4 separate regions of the Sus scrofa genome follow, and all the other regions are linked to region 1. Evidence: chromatin contacts called from public HiChIP or PLAC-seq data. All regions are on one chromosome and are shown on one strand. Each heading gives the region's core, a stretch centred on a gene start, on an enhancer-like site or on the middle of the called end of the contact. The rest is flanking DNA. Distances are from core to core; before and after follow the strand shown. Region 1 has its middle 25 kb from the start of MANSC1. Region 2 overlaps BCL2L14 (BCL2 like 14). Region 3 overlaps LRP6 (low-density lipoprotein receptor-related protein 6). Region 4 overlaps LRP6 (low-density lipoprotein receptor-related protein 6).

Region 1 (2,642 bases), core at 91-2,590:
GCCGTGAGAGGTACAAGTCAAGTATGCAACTTTCCTGCAGGGACCAAAGAAATTCTCAAATTTCTAGTGATCCTGTTCATAAAGACAGAAAACTGAGGCCCGAGACGTGGACTGAGGCGGCCTTAATGGAGGCAGAGCTGGGAAAGGTAGTGAGTCTGAGCAGGAGTCAGCCTGTCTCCCCACAGGACACGCAGAAAATGTTCAAGACTCCAGCCCACTGGGTGAAACTTCAAAGACCGAAGCCACAATCTTCCTGCTCAAACTTCTAAAATGCCTTATAAAATACCTCCTTTATGGAGTTTTAAATACCTGCTTTATAGGGTTCTTTTACAAACATGAAGCCACTCATTCTCAAAACCAAACGATAAGACAGACTAGACAGATAGGAATTCACCGCCTGTTCACGAGGAAACCGAAGCCCTGGGAGGTTCTGTGACTTGTCTCAGGCCCCTGGGGTGTTTGGGGGGAGGAAGACAGTCACCACCCACCCAGCTGTCCTGACTGCCTGTCCTGTGGGGTGGGGCGCCTGTGGATTCTGCAGAGTGAAAATTATCAGTTCATCGTCTTATCTTCTAAGTCTGCTTCTTCTAAATGTCTAAAGGTATGAAAAGTCCAGGGAGCTCCCATTGTGGCTCAGGGGAAATGGACCCGACTAGTACCCGTGGGGATGCGTGTCTGATCCCTGGCCCCATTAGTGGGTTATGCCAATGAGCTGCGGTGTAGGCTGCAGATCCCACATTGCTGTGGCTGTGGTGTAGGCCGGCAGTTACAACTCTGATTCCACCCGTAGCCTGAGAACTTACATATGCCACAGCTGTGGCCCTAAAAAAGAAAAAAAAAAAAAAGGATAAAAAGTCCAACTTATTCCCTAGGCTACCAGGCAGGTGCCTGGTTTTGCTCTGGGGGTGGCCAGACCCCTCTCTCCTTTTATTTTTCCCCTGAGAGATGGAATGTACAAACAGACCATGGCCAAACCATACATACAATGATAGAACTCTGACCCTCGACTTCTGCCATGACCAAATCAGGACGCCAAAGCCCTGGGCTGGCTTCCAACTCAGGAATGCCTTTCCAACCAGGACCAACCCAGAAGGCCAAATATGGCCCCTGAACCCATCACATAGGATGCCTGCTTGCCTGCTTCTTGGTAGCCTGCCTCTGCCTTCCCCAGGCCAACAACCTCTGATCAGGGCACACCCACAGCCTCCCCCCACCACCTTTTTTTTTTTTCTTTTTTTTTCCCACTAGCAGCTTCCCCACTCTCCTCTCTGCCCTGAGTCTCTGCCAAATGCAAGTGATCCTGGCTGGCTCCCTCACTCCCCGCCAGCTCCGCATAAATAGCCTCTGTGCTCATTTGGCTCGTCTGGGTTTATTTCCACACCACGGAATGAATAATGAAGGATGTTATAAAGCCCAGCTATGAAAAAAAGCATCAGTTATTAAACACTGGTGAAGGGCTTTACAGTCGTTTTAGTATGCCTTGTAAACCCCTTGTGAAGTCCTGCTCTCCCCATTTCAGAGCTGAGAAAATTGAGAAGGAACAAGGAGATGAAGTGATTTGCCCGGAGCTGGGAGCAGAACATAAACCCCCCTGTGTTTGAGGTCTCTTGTTTATCCACCGAGCGCGAGGCCCAGCCTGCGCTTTTGGAACCATTACCATTTTAAAGCATTTTCCTCTGGGTTGAGTGAATATTAAGAAGTAGATCACATTTCAGCCTGGCAGGCGCGAAAGTATTGTTTTTAGTTTGTTTTTCTAAGTTTTAGTAGACGCCATCTGGGCTCCATTAACTTTGCTATGTAGCACAATTTGGAAGATAGTTTCTTTTCCAAAATATTTTTCACCGTCATTTAGCATTTTCGAGCTCAGCACACACATCAGCCCTTGATACTTGTTTTTCTCCAAGCTGTGCCCTTTTCTTCTCCTCGGCCAGGGGTAGAGTGAGAGGTCATAACTTCAGCCAGGACTATGTGGTGTCACTGCAGCTGGGTGGGGTGAGAGGAGGGCTAGTGTTACCTGCCCGCACTGGACACAGTCCTCCTAAGGCAAGGGCTTTCCTTTTTTTAAAAAAAAAAAAAGAACAAAACAAAACAGAAACACCTTTGAGTCCCCACCACCCCACACCCCTGCCGAAGTCTGATTGATTGCTGATGATTTTAAAACTTTAAAAAATTTTTTTCTTGCTTTTTAGGCAGCACCTGCTGCCTGTGGAGGTTCCCAGGCTAGGGGTTGAGTTAGAGCTACAGTTGCCAGCCTACGCCACAGCCACAGCAAAGCAGCATCTGCGATCTACACCACAGCTCATGTTAATGCCGGATCCTTAATCCACTGAGTGAGGCCAGGGATCGAACCTGCAACCTCATGGTTCCTAGTCGGATTCGTTTCTGCTGCGCCACAATGGGAACTCCAAGATTTGCTGACACTTTTGACTGAAGGGGATAGGAAGAAAAGCCAAGATGTGCAGAACCTGACTTGGGTATGAGAAGGCCTGCCGAGGCGGGCTGGCCCAGGAGGATTCTCTGTAGCTTTGGTTGGCTGTAAAAATGCAGCTGCCCCATTCCTCTCCAGGCTGTGTGGCAGCAGCATGTGGCCTGTGGGCTACTGTACCTGTCCTGCCCAGTGAGGAACAGTTGTGATTGAGTAG
Region 2 (2,642 bases), core at 75-2,574, 240 kb before region 1:
GAGTGGAAACTCAGAGTGGTTCTCACAGTCAGCAATGGCCAAGGTCCCTCTCCAATGTGGAACAGCGCTTAGACCACGAAGGTAGGCTTTTGGGGATTTCTTCTCTCCTGCATCCATATCTTTCCCTTCTTTGTGTGCCTGGGAGTTCACCTCCTCCCAAGTTAGTAAGGGGGTCTTAGGCAGGGCACTCAGTACCACAGCTTCCCAACTTGGTAATATTCAATATAATTTCCCTACTTTTCTCAAGATTGAGCAGAAAGAGAGATGGTGGCAGTGAAGGGTAAGGGGACTGCTTTTCTGGCTCCAGTGTCCACAGTTAAGCTTGCTGCCCCAAATCCTAATCCTCAGTGCCAGAGACCAAGATAAGGGAAAGAGCCCCCAGATAGGGGCTCAGGCTGCTGTTCTTCCTAAAGGAAGTCAACTCCCCCCCACCCTGAGTCTCTGCATTTTCATTTGTACATTGGTGTAAACCACCCCCTCCCTACCTCTGAAGGCAGAAGGAAAGATCAGATAGCTATATATGAAAATACTTTTCAAAGTATAAACCACTCTAAAAAAAAACCAACTGGGATGCATTTTGACAAAATCTTCCTTCAGTGGGACAAAACACATTGTATTGAACAGACATTTTCATGAAAGTCTTTATCAGAGTTACCCTTCATCTTGGCATAAACATCTTCTTGCCCTCCAACACCCAGTGTCCAGATTTTAAAAGAAAGCCCCCTCTACAAGGCTGATTGGCCTGTGTAACTTGTCAGTAATTAGTCAACAGGTGGCAGCAATGTCTCAATTTTTAAATGTGATTTTAGAACAGCAGTTGGGAGGACATATCTGGGGAAGTCCTCCTCCCCCAGGGGTACAACAGGCTCCTTCTGCTGATGGAGGGAGGGCAGGGGCAGAGCAGAGCTCTGGAGCAAACAGAAGAGTTGGAGGAACATAATTGGCTTTCTGCTTGTCCTGGTCTTTGGAGTTTTCCAGGAAACAGAGGAAGATTTTACAGACTTTAACCTTCTGGTTTTCCTAAGAAAAACGACATTCCATATGTCAATAATACTGAACTGCCATTTGACCTTTTTTATTTTCTAAAAATTCTAGATCTCTGTCTATATATATAGATATCCCTTAAAAAGTAGAAACAGTTACCTCCTAAGGAAGTTTAGCTTCAAACATTTACGTACAGTTGTTCCTCCCTCTCACCTTCCTCTCTCCTTGCTTTCTTGTTCAGTAAATTACGTGGATGGTTGGTTGGTTTTATACTGGGTGTGACCCAAGAGGGCCTCATGTTCTATTTCTATTTTGCCACATATAAATCAGAGCTCAGCAGTTGGCATCCCCTGGGTTCTTTTAACTAAAGGTCACAATGTAGCCTGTGCTGCCATTTCCAGGACTGAGACTCCAGGCTGAAGTGAGAACTATGAGGTTATGGCTCAAGACCAAAGTCTAATAGGGGAGAGGTCTTGGGATGTAGAAAAATGAATGTCAATACCAATTTTAGAAACACCAACGTGAGTTCTTTTGTGAACATTTTTTTTTCTCCACAGCTATGATTCACTACAGCTTAACTAAAAGAGAGATTATTTTTCTCTCCCATTAAAAAAAAAAAAAAAAAAAAAAAAAAAGTTTGGCAGCCCAGTCTCGATCAGTTAGTTCCATAATTTTTAGGTTTTCCTCTTCTGCCATCCTTCATTTAGTGGCTTCCAACCTCAAAGTCACCTTAAATCCCAAGGTGACTGCTGGATTCCAGCCATCAGGTTCACATCTCAAGAAAGAGGAAGCAAGGGGAGGACAAAAGGGTATCTTTCTAGATAACTCAGCTCCCTTTTGGAAAGTTTTCTTAAAACTGCACCCCAGCTTCTTACACTCAGTGACTGCTCCTTCCTGCAAAGGAAGCTGGGAAATGTAGTTTTGTCACTGCTTCTGACACTTTGGGGGTCTGTTACTAAGGAAGAAAAAGAAAATGCATACTGGGTAGGAAACAGGAGTCTTGACCATATGGAACTCTCTCCTAAACTCCCAGCCCCTCATCTTTAAAACAAATGCCTCAAGCCAAATGCCTTTCCAACCCAGCTCTCTTGCTCTCCTTAACCCCACGATGAGCCCCAAAATAAACTCCAAAGGATGGGCAGGCAGCCTTTTTGTTCCCTCCCCAACCCCATCCAGTGTCCCCTTGGATGAAGCCAGCTCTGACAATAAGGGAATCTTTTTTTTCCCTAGTTTTTAAATTAAGGTATTCCAAATGGTCATGTTAATTAGAGCTATCTCATCTGAGTCAAACTGTGTTTGCTTATAGTCTTTCCTGCCCATATTTCATCTGCATCCCTCACTCTATGCTCACCAATCCACAGAAACCGATATACACACACAGGCTAGTGAGACTGGGTCCTTGTGTGTCTCCTGTGGGTCTTGTTTTGTTTTTTTTGTTTTTTGCTAGTTTTTGGTTTGGGGTCTTTTGTTCTTTTTATGGCACATCTGCAGTAAATGGAAGTGCCCAGGCTAGGTGTTGAATCGGAGCTACAACTGCAGCCATGGCAACACCAGATTTGAGCCACATCGGTAGTCTATGCTGCAGCTTTCAGCAATGCCAGATCCTTAACCCCCTGAGCGAGGCCAGGAATAGAACATGCATTCTCCAACATGGAGAC
Region 3 (2,642 bases), core at 107-2,606, 170 kb before region 1:
TTTAACATTTCACTTTTGATTATTTGTGAGGAAGGGTCACATTCATGCATGGTAACTAAATAAATTTAAAGAAAAGACACATTAAATCAAGAAAATTAGTAAAGCAAAATCATAGCTATATTTTTTTAAATTATATTGGCAGCTTCAACTAAATATTTTTTCTCATATCCTAAAAAGGAAGTGAGTCAGCTTTCTTAGTCTTTCCAATGACTCTGTTCTATCCAAAACCTAGAAACTGGAAACAAACCAATGATTTCTTTATTGCAGCACTTGCATTTATAAAACTAATACTCAAGAAGATAGCAAAGGATTAAAACTCTGGTCTCAGAAGCTGATTCACTTCAGAACAAAATGTATGTATTTCTGAATATAAGTAGTTTAAGTTTTTAATTTTTTTTTTTTTTTTTTTGGTCTTTTAGGACGGCACCCACGGCATATGGAGGTTCCCAGGCTAGGGGTCTAATCAGAGCTGTAGCCGCCGGCCTACGCCACAGCCACAGCAACACCCGATCTGAGCTGTATCTGCAACCTACACCACAGCTCACGGCAGTGCCAGATTGTTAATGCACTGAGCAAGGCCAGGGATCGAACCTGTAACCTCATGGTTCCTAGTTGGATTCATTAACCACTGAGCCATGACGGGAACTCTAGTTTTTTAATTTTTAAATTTACTTTTCAATTTATGTAATCAAGTCTCCCCCCAAAACAAGCTGCAGTAGTACATCAAAAGTAAAAATTAACAGCCTTTAACTGACATTAAAAAGGAAAGTTTGAAAAAGTGTTTGGTCACAAGGTCCAAGGAAACAATATTATGTATAAGAGCAATGAACCACTCCTTAATGTGTCAGCTGGGGAGTGAACACTCCTACAATCTCTGTGAAATTTTAGAACACGCTTTTGCTTTTATTTTACCCTTTTGAGTTTTTCATGTTAACCTTAGAGCAGCCTATAGCACAGGCTTTTTATAGGAGAGGGGGCCAAAGCACTAAGAGAAATGTGAATGATTTGTCTAATATTTTCAAGCCAGTCATATGGTGGAGCTAGATCTAGAGGCTAATCTCAGCCAACCGCCGTTTTAACTGAACGAGTACAGTACTAGTTTCAGACACTCTGAACACTGGGACTAGGGAAATTCTCCATGTACCAGATCTCATCAAACACCCAAGTAAGATTTTCACTCATCAACTTGTGAGCTGATGCTGACCTGGTAGCAATGTATGAACACACTTTTCTGAAAATTCAAGTTGTCTTGGACTTTGTTTGCATTTGTACTTGTCAGCTGAGAGGCACGTGCACACCCCATGAGCCCAAGAGAAACAACTGTGGGGGAAATTTCACAGCTGCCAGCAGTCACATAAACTAGAGTCCTTAATCGCAACTACTAAATTTATCTGTCTGGCAACTAATGCTTAGAGTAAAGATCACCATAACTCAATCACAACACATCAGCAGAGAGAAGCTACCTTTGCTATGGCCTTCTAACTACAGGGCTGACAAGCTAACCATGGAATCAACTGATTTCAGGGAAAATATTTTTAATTACAGATATGGTAAATATGCTTATATGTTCACGCTGTTAACTCTGGCTTTTAAAAATGGAGTTATCCTTTAAATTTCAGATTACTTAACTGCTGGCTTTTGAAAACTTGTTAAATCATGTAAGAAGGACCATCTACCACTGAAAAACGTGTCATGCTACAACTAGTTTATCAGAAACTTAACTGTTTAATATCAAAGTTTCCCCAAGCTTATAATAATAACAAAGTATATGTCCCTTTTTTTGTTTTGTTTTGTCTTTTTAGGGCTACACTCACAGCATATGGAGGTTCCCAGGCTAGGGGTCCAATCGGAGCTATAGCTGCCGGCCTACAGCACAGCCACAGCAACATGAGATCCAAGCCGCATCTGCGACCTACACCACAGCTCACAGCAAAGCTGGATCCTTAATCCACGGAGCAAGGTCAGGGATCAAACCCGAACCTCATGGTTCCTAGTGATTCGTTTCTGCTGCGCCATGACGGGAACTCCTAAATGTCCATTTTGAATTAACAAATATTCTAAAATGGAGCTTTTTAAGTACAGCTATTTCTTAGCACACATTATTTCAGTGGGTTTACTTTAGTGGGTTTGGAACCTGGTGTAATTTGGGAGAGGGTGCAAGCAAATACAGACTTGATGACACATTTAAAAAGGCTGTATACTTTGTATATAAATATGATCGTTAATATTTAATTATCAATCTATTTTACTAACCTTTCTTCATCTAATGTTAAAGACGAAATTAAAATTTAGCTAGTAAATATTAATTCTAAGTCAGTAGAATCTCAACTAATGGTTTTAAGATAAAATCTATCTATGGTTTAGCTGTCAGATTCCCATAAGCATTGTTTAAGACATCAAGACTATATAACCCGTAACTAGGTCCATGTGCAATGTAGTTGCAAAGAATGCATACAAGAAGCTGTTTACCCTTCAGCAGGGTCCAACGCAAGAGCTCTGGGACTATCTAGGTCTTTCCACACCAAAACTTGTCGGTGCTGCCCATCCAACTTTGACACTTCAATTCGATTTGTTCCTGTGTCTGCCCAGTACAAGTTCTTCCCAAGCCAGTCTACTGCCATGCCTTCTGGATAATCTAGGCC
Region 4 (2,642 bases), core at 77-2,576, 130 kb before region 1:
ATAACTACAAATTCTCAAACTAGAAAAGATAAAGGATTGACGGCGCCATTAAAAAAACAGAAATGGAGAAATTCTTAACTGAGGGCCAACAACGAGAATAAAAAATTCACACAAGTAACTAAATTTTTCTGTTTTACAAATGAGTAATACAATAACATATTTTTTATTTTTTCAATTTTTTTTGTCCTTTTGGGGCCACACCTTCAGTATATGCAAGTCCCCAGGCCGGGGGTCCAACAGGAGCTGTAGGTGCCCACCTACATACGGCACAGCCACAGCAATGCTGCCAGGTCCAAGCCTAGTCTGCGACCTACACCACAGCTCATGGCAACACTGGATCCTTAACCCACTGAGCAAGGCCAGGGATCGAACCCGCGTCCTCATGGATACCAGTTGGGTTCGTTACCGTTAAGCCACAACAGGAACTCCCACAATCATTTTAAAACATTATTATGGACTCATGAGCACCAGACTCCAATATGACACATTCAATATTTGACTATTTCCCCCTAAATGGAAGGAGCAATGCATAAATCCAAAACCCCTGCATTTTTGGCTAGGCAATACAATCTGAAATATACTCAGACACATGCCAGACATTTATTTACACACAAGTGCCAAATGCTTAACATTCTCGTATTTTTTTTAAACCTAATTCTAGAATTGTCAGCAGTCTTAGCCTAAGTCATTGTAAAGAATAACCAGAAATAGAAGCAAAACTACGAAAAAAAAGGTAGAGGATGTGTGCAGAAAGATACAAACAGGTATTTTTATTTAAGCAACTTAAGGTCTTAAATTCACTAGTTATATTAACAGAGGTTTCCATTCAAGAAAGGTATTTGTTTTTAAATACTCACATGAACAAAATCACTCATTAGAGAGAAACAACATGAATGAAAAATGCATTTGTGACTACAATAAAAAAAAACTCAAAAAATTGCATTTGTGTATAAGCTTAGCATATGAGCAATCTGAAGTTCTTATTTTATTTTTCTCTTCTCCACCTCCATAACCCTAGACTCAAAACAAAGGGTGAGGTGATTTGTAGTAGCAGATATCAAGCTACAAATGGTTTAGATTGTTGCCTAACCTGAATTATATTTTGACGTCTTCCCTATTTTTTATTCCTTCCTACTACCTCTGGATATGTGTTCCCTCCTCCTGCCCTTTACTAAAGCCAGACATTAGAGTGCTACAGAGCTATTCCAACTTGCAATTTAAAAATCAAGATCACTTACCATTTGGCTGTCTCTGTTGGCTGAAGGCATGTATATCCATGGGAGAGAAGATGTTAGAGTGGATTTCACGCAGACCTTCGCCAGTGTACTTGTTGCAAGCCAAAATAGAGTGTGTATTCCAGTCAGTCCAGTACAACGTGTCCTCAAATAACGTCAAGGCAAAAGGATGTGGAAGGGAACCTTTAACCACCGCCTGCCTATCAACACAAAGAGAAAAACTCAAACATTTCTAAATTGTCTTTTATCAAAACTTTATCTTGCCCATTAGAGTGGTTTTAAGTCCACACTAACACATACAAATTTGGCGTAACACATATCTGATGCTCAAATATACCTAGGAAAAATAAGTGACAGAGTAATTTCAAATTTATCTGAATTCATGATGTCCAAAATCCCCAACCCAGTACTTCAGAATGGTTCCTAACCTGGCAGCAGGCCCCAGGTGCACTACAAGCTAGCGAACAAAGTGAAGACCCAAGTATTAGCACTGCTATCAGTTCCCATCTCTGGACTCCCATCTTCGATCCTTCCATATAATTCATGTCATTAGAAAGAGAAAGGCTAGCAAAGGAAAAACCCCAGGGTTTACAGTTAGCACTGGGAAGCAGTTTTAAATCAGCAATAGGTTTTTCCCTTCTTGATGTGGAAGAACAAAGAATCTGAGCCTGTTTTGTCCATCACTTCTTAAGGCTTTGATAACTGAAAGTACAAACATATGCATGAGTCTTAAAAGTCATGCTGGTAGAGCTCTCTCTGCAAACTCCAGTCTAACTCCAGCAAATGACCATCTCAGCTGGCTGGCTGCTATATGGCTATTTAATCTCCACAAGGTAGCAAAAAGGAAGCCCAACCACTGGCAGAATGTGTTCAAGAGACAAAGCAGATGCCCAAATTTCACAGGCAATCCTAACTATATGAAAGGGAAGTAGAGAGTACTAAAGGCATGGACTACGCAGAGGATCATGGAGAGTTACATAATTAGTAAATATTCTTGAATAATGAGAAAATTGCATTTGAGCCACAATAATATACAAGAAAAATAAGTGCTTTGATATTTTATAATATCAAATATAGTATTTTCATAAATATTCACCTGGGAGGGAAAGAGGAAAATGTAAGCAATCAATGAGAAATAAAGAATATCACATTGGAAGATAATCCAATTTTTAGGTCCCTTAGGTTGTCTGATGATCTCAAGTATGTAAGAGACTACCAGTATACTCTATTCAAGGAGTTCCCGAAGTTCCTGTCATTCCCATCGTGGTACAGCGGAAACAAGTCTGACTAGGAACCATGGGGTTGTGGACTCGATTCCTGGCCTCATTCGGTGGGCTGAGGATCTGGCGTTGCTGTGGCTGTGGTACAGGCCAGCGGCTGCAGCTCCAATTGGACCCCAGCCTGGGA

Evidence for each region. HiChIP or PLAC-seq counts read pairs in DNA pulled down with a chosen protein or histone mark.
Region 2: a contact with region 1 is called in an H3K27ac HiChIP or PLAC-seq map of skeletal muscle. The contact joins two enhancer-like sites. A contact is called at or near these places in 2 of 5 promoter capture datasets (fetal liver and liver), 27 of 47 Hi-C or Micro-C datasets (adipocytes, adipose tissue, alveolar macrophages and 14 more) and 2 of 2 datasets of contacts at active chromatin or transcription factors (alveolar macrophages and skeletal muscle).
Region 3: a contact with region 1 is called in an H3K27ac HiChIP or PLAC-seq map of skeletal muscle. The contact joins two enhancer-like sites. A contact is called at or near these places in 2 of 47 Hi-C or Micro-C datasets (embryonic fibroblasts and skeletal muscle) and 1 of 2 datasets of contacts at active chromatin or transcription factors (skeletal muscle).
Region 4: a contact with region 1 is called in an H3K27ac HiChIP or PLAC-seq map of skeletal muscle. The contact joins two enhancer-like sites. A contact is called at or near these places in 2 of 47 Hi-C or Micro-C datasets (epiblast stem cells and skeletal muscle) and 1 of 2 datasets of contacts at active chromatin or transcription factors (skeletal muscle).

Annotation. Positions count from the first base shown.
Region 1 is chr5:60,105,804-60,108,445 of Sscrofa11.1, reverse strand. No RefSeq gene overlaps it. Among named protein-coding and RNA genes, the nearest start is that of MANSC1, 25 kb to the right of the region's middle. Within about 2 kb of position 1,340, at least 36 of the 83 cell types and tissues checked have an H3K27ac peak or open chromatin away from gene starts, as enhancers often do. A contact at or near this core is called in skeletal muscle, where this site is marked.
Region 2 is chr5:60,346,308-60,348,949 of Sscrofa11.1, reverse strand. It overlaps BCL2L14 (BCL2 like 14), which reads left to right. Exons shown (of 6, transcript NM_001315668.1): 2 at 1-81. Among named protein-coding and RNA genes, the nearest start is that of BCL2L14, 10 kb to the left of the region's middle. Within about 2 kb of position 1,324, at least 5 of the 83 cell types and tissues checked have an H3K27ac peak or open chromatin away from gene starts, as enhancers often do. A contact at or near this core is called in skeletal muscle, where this site is marked.
Region 3 is chr5:60,272,930-60,275,571 of Sscrofa11.1, reverse strand. LRP6 (low-density lipoprotein receptor-related protein 6) reads right to left here. Exons shown (of 24, transcript XM_021092344.1): 11 at 2,470-2,642. Among named protein-coding and RNA genes, the nearest start is that of BCL2L14, 83 kb to the left of the region's middle. Within about 2 kb of position 1,356, at least 10 of the 83 cell types and tissues checked have an H3K27ac peak or open chromatin away from gene starts, as enhancers often do. A contact at or near this core is called in skeletal muscle, where this site is marked.
Region 4 is chr5:60,240,410-60,243,051 of Sscrofa11.1, reverse strand. LRP6 (low-density lipoprotein receptor-related protein 6) reads right to left here. Exons shown (of 24, transcript XM_021092344.1): 5 at 1,239-1,435. Among named protein-coding and RNA genes, the nearest start is that of LRP6, 93 kb to the right of the region's middle. Within about 2 kb of position 1,326, at least 5 of the 83 cell types and tissues checked have an H3K27ac peak or open chromatin away from gene starts, as enhancers often do. A contact at or near this core is called in skeletal muscle, where this site is marked.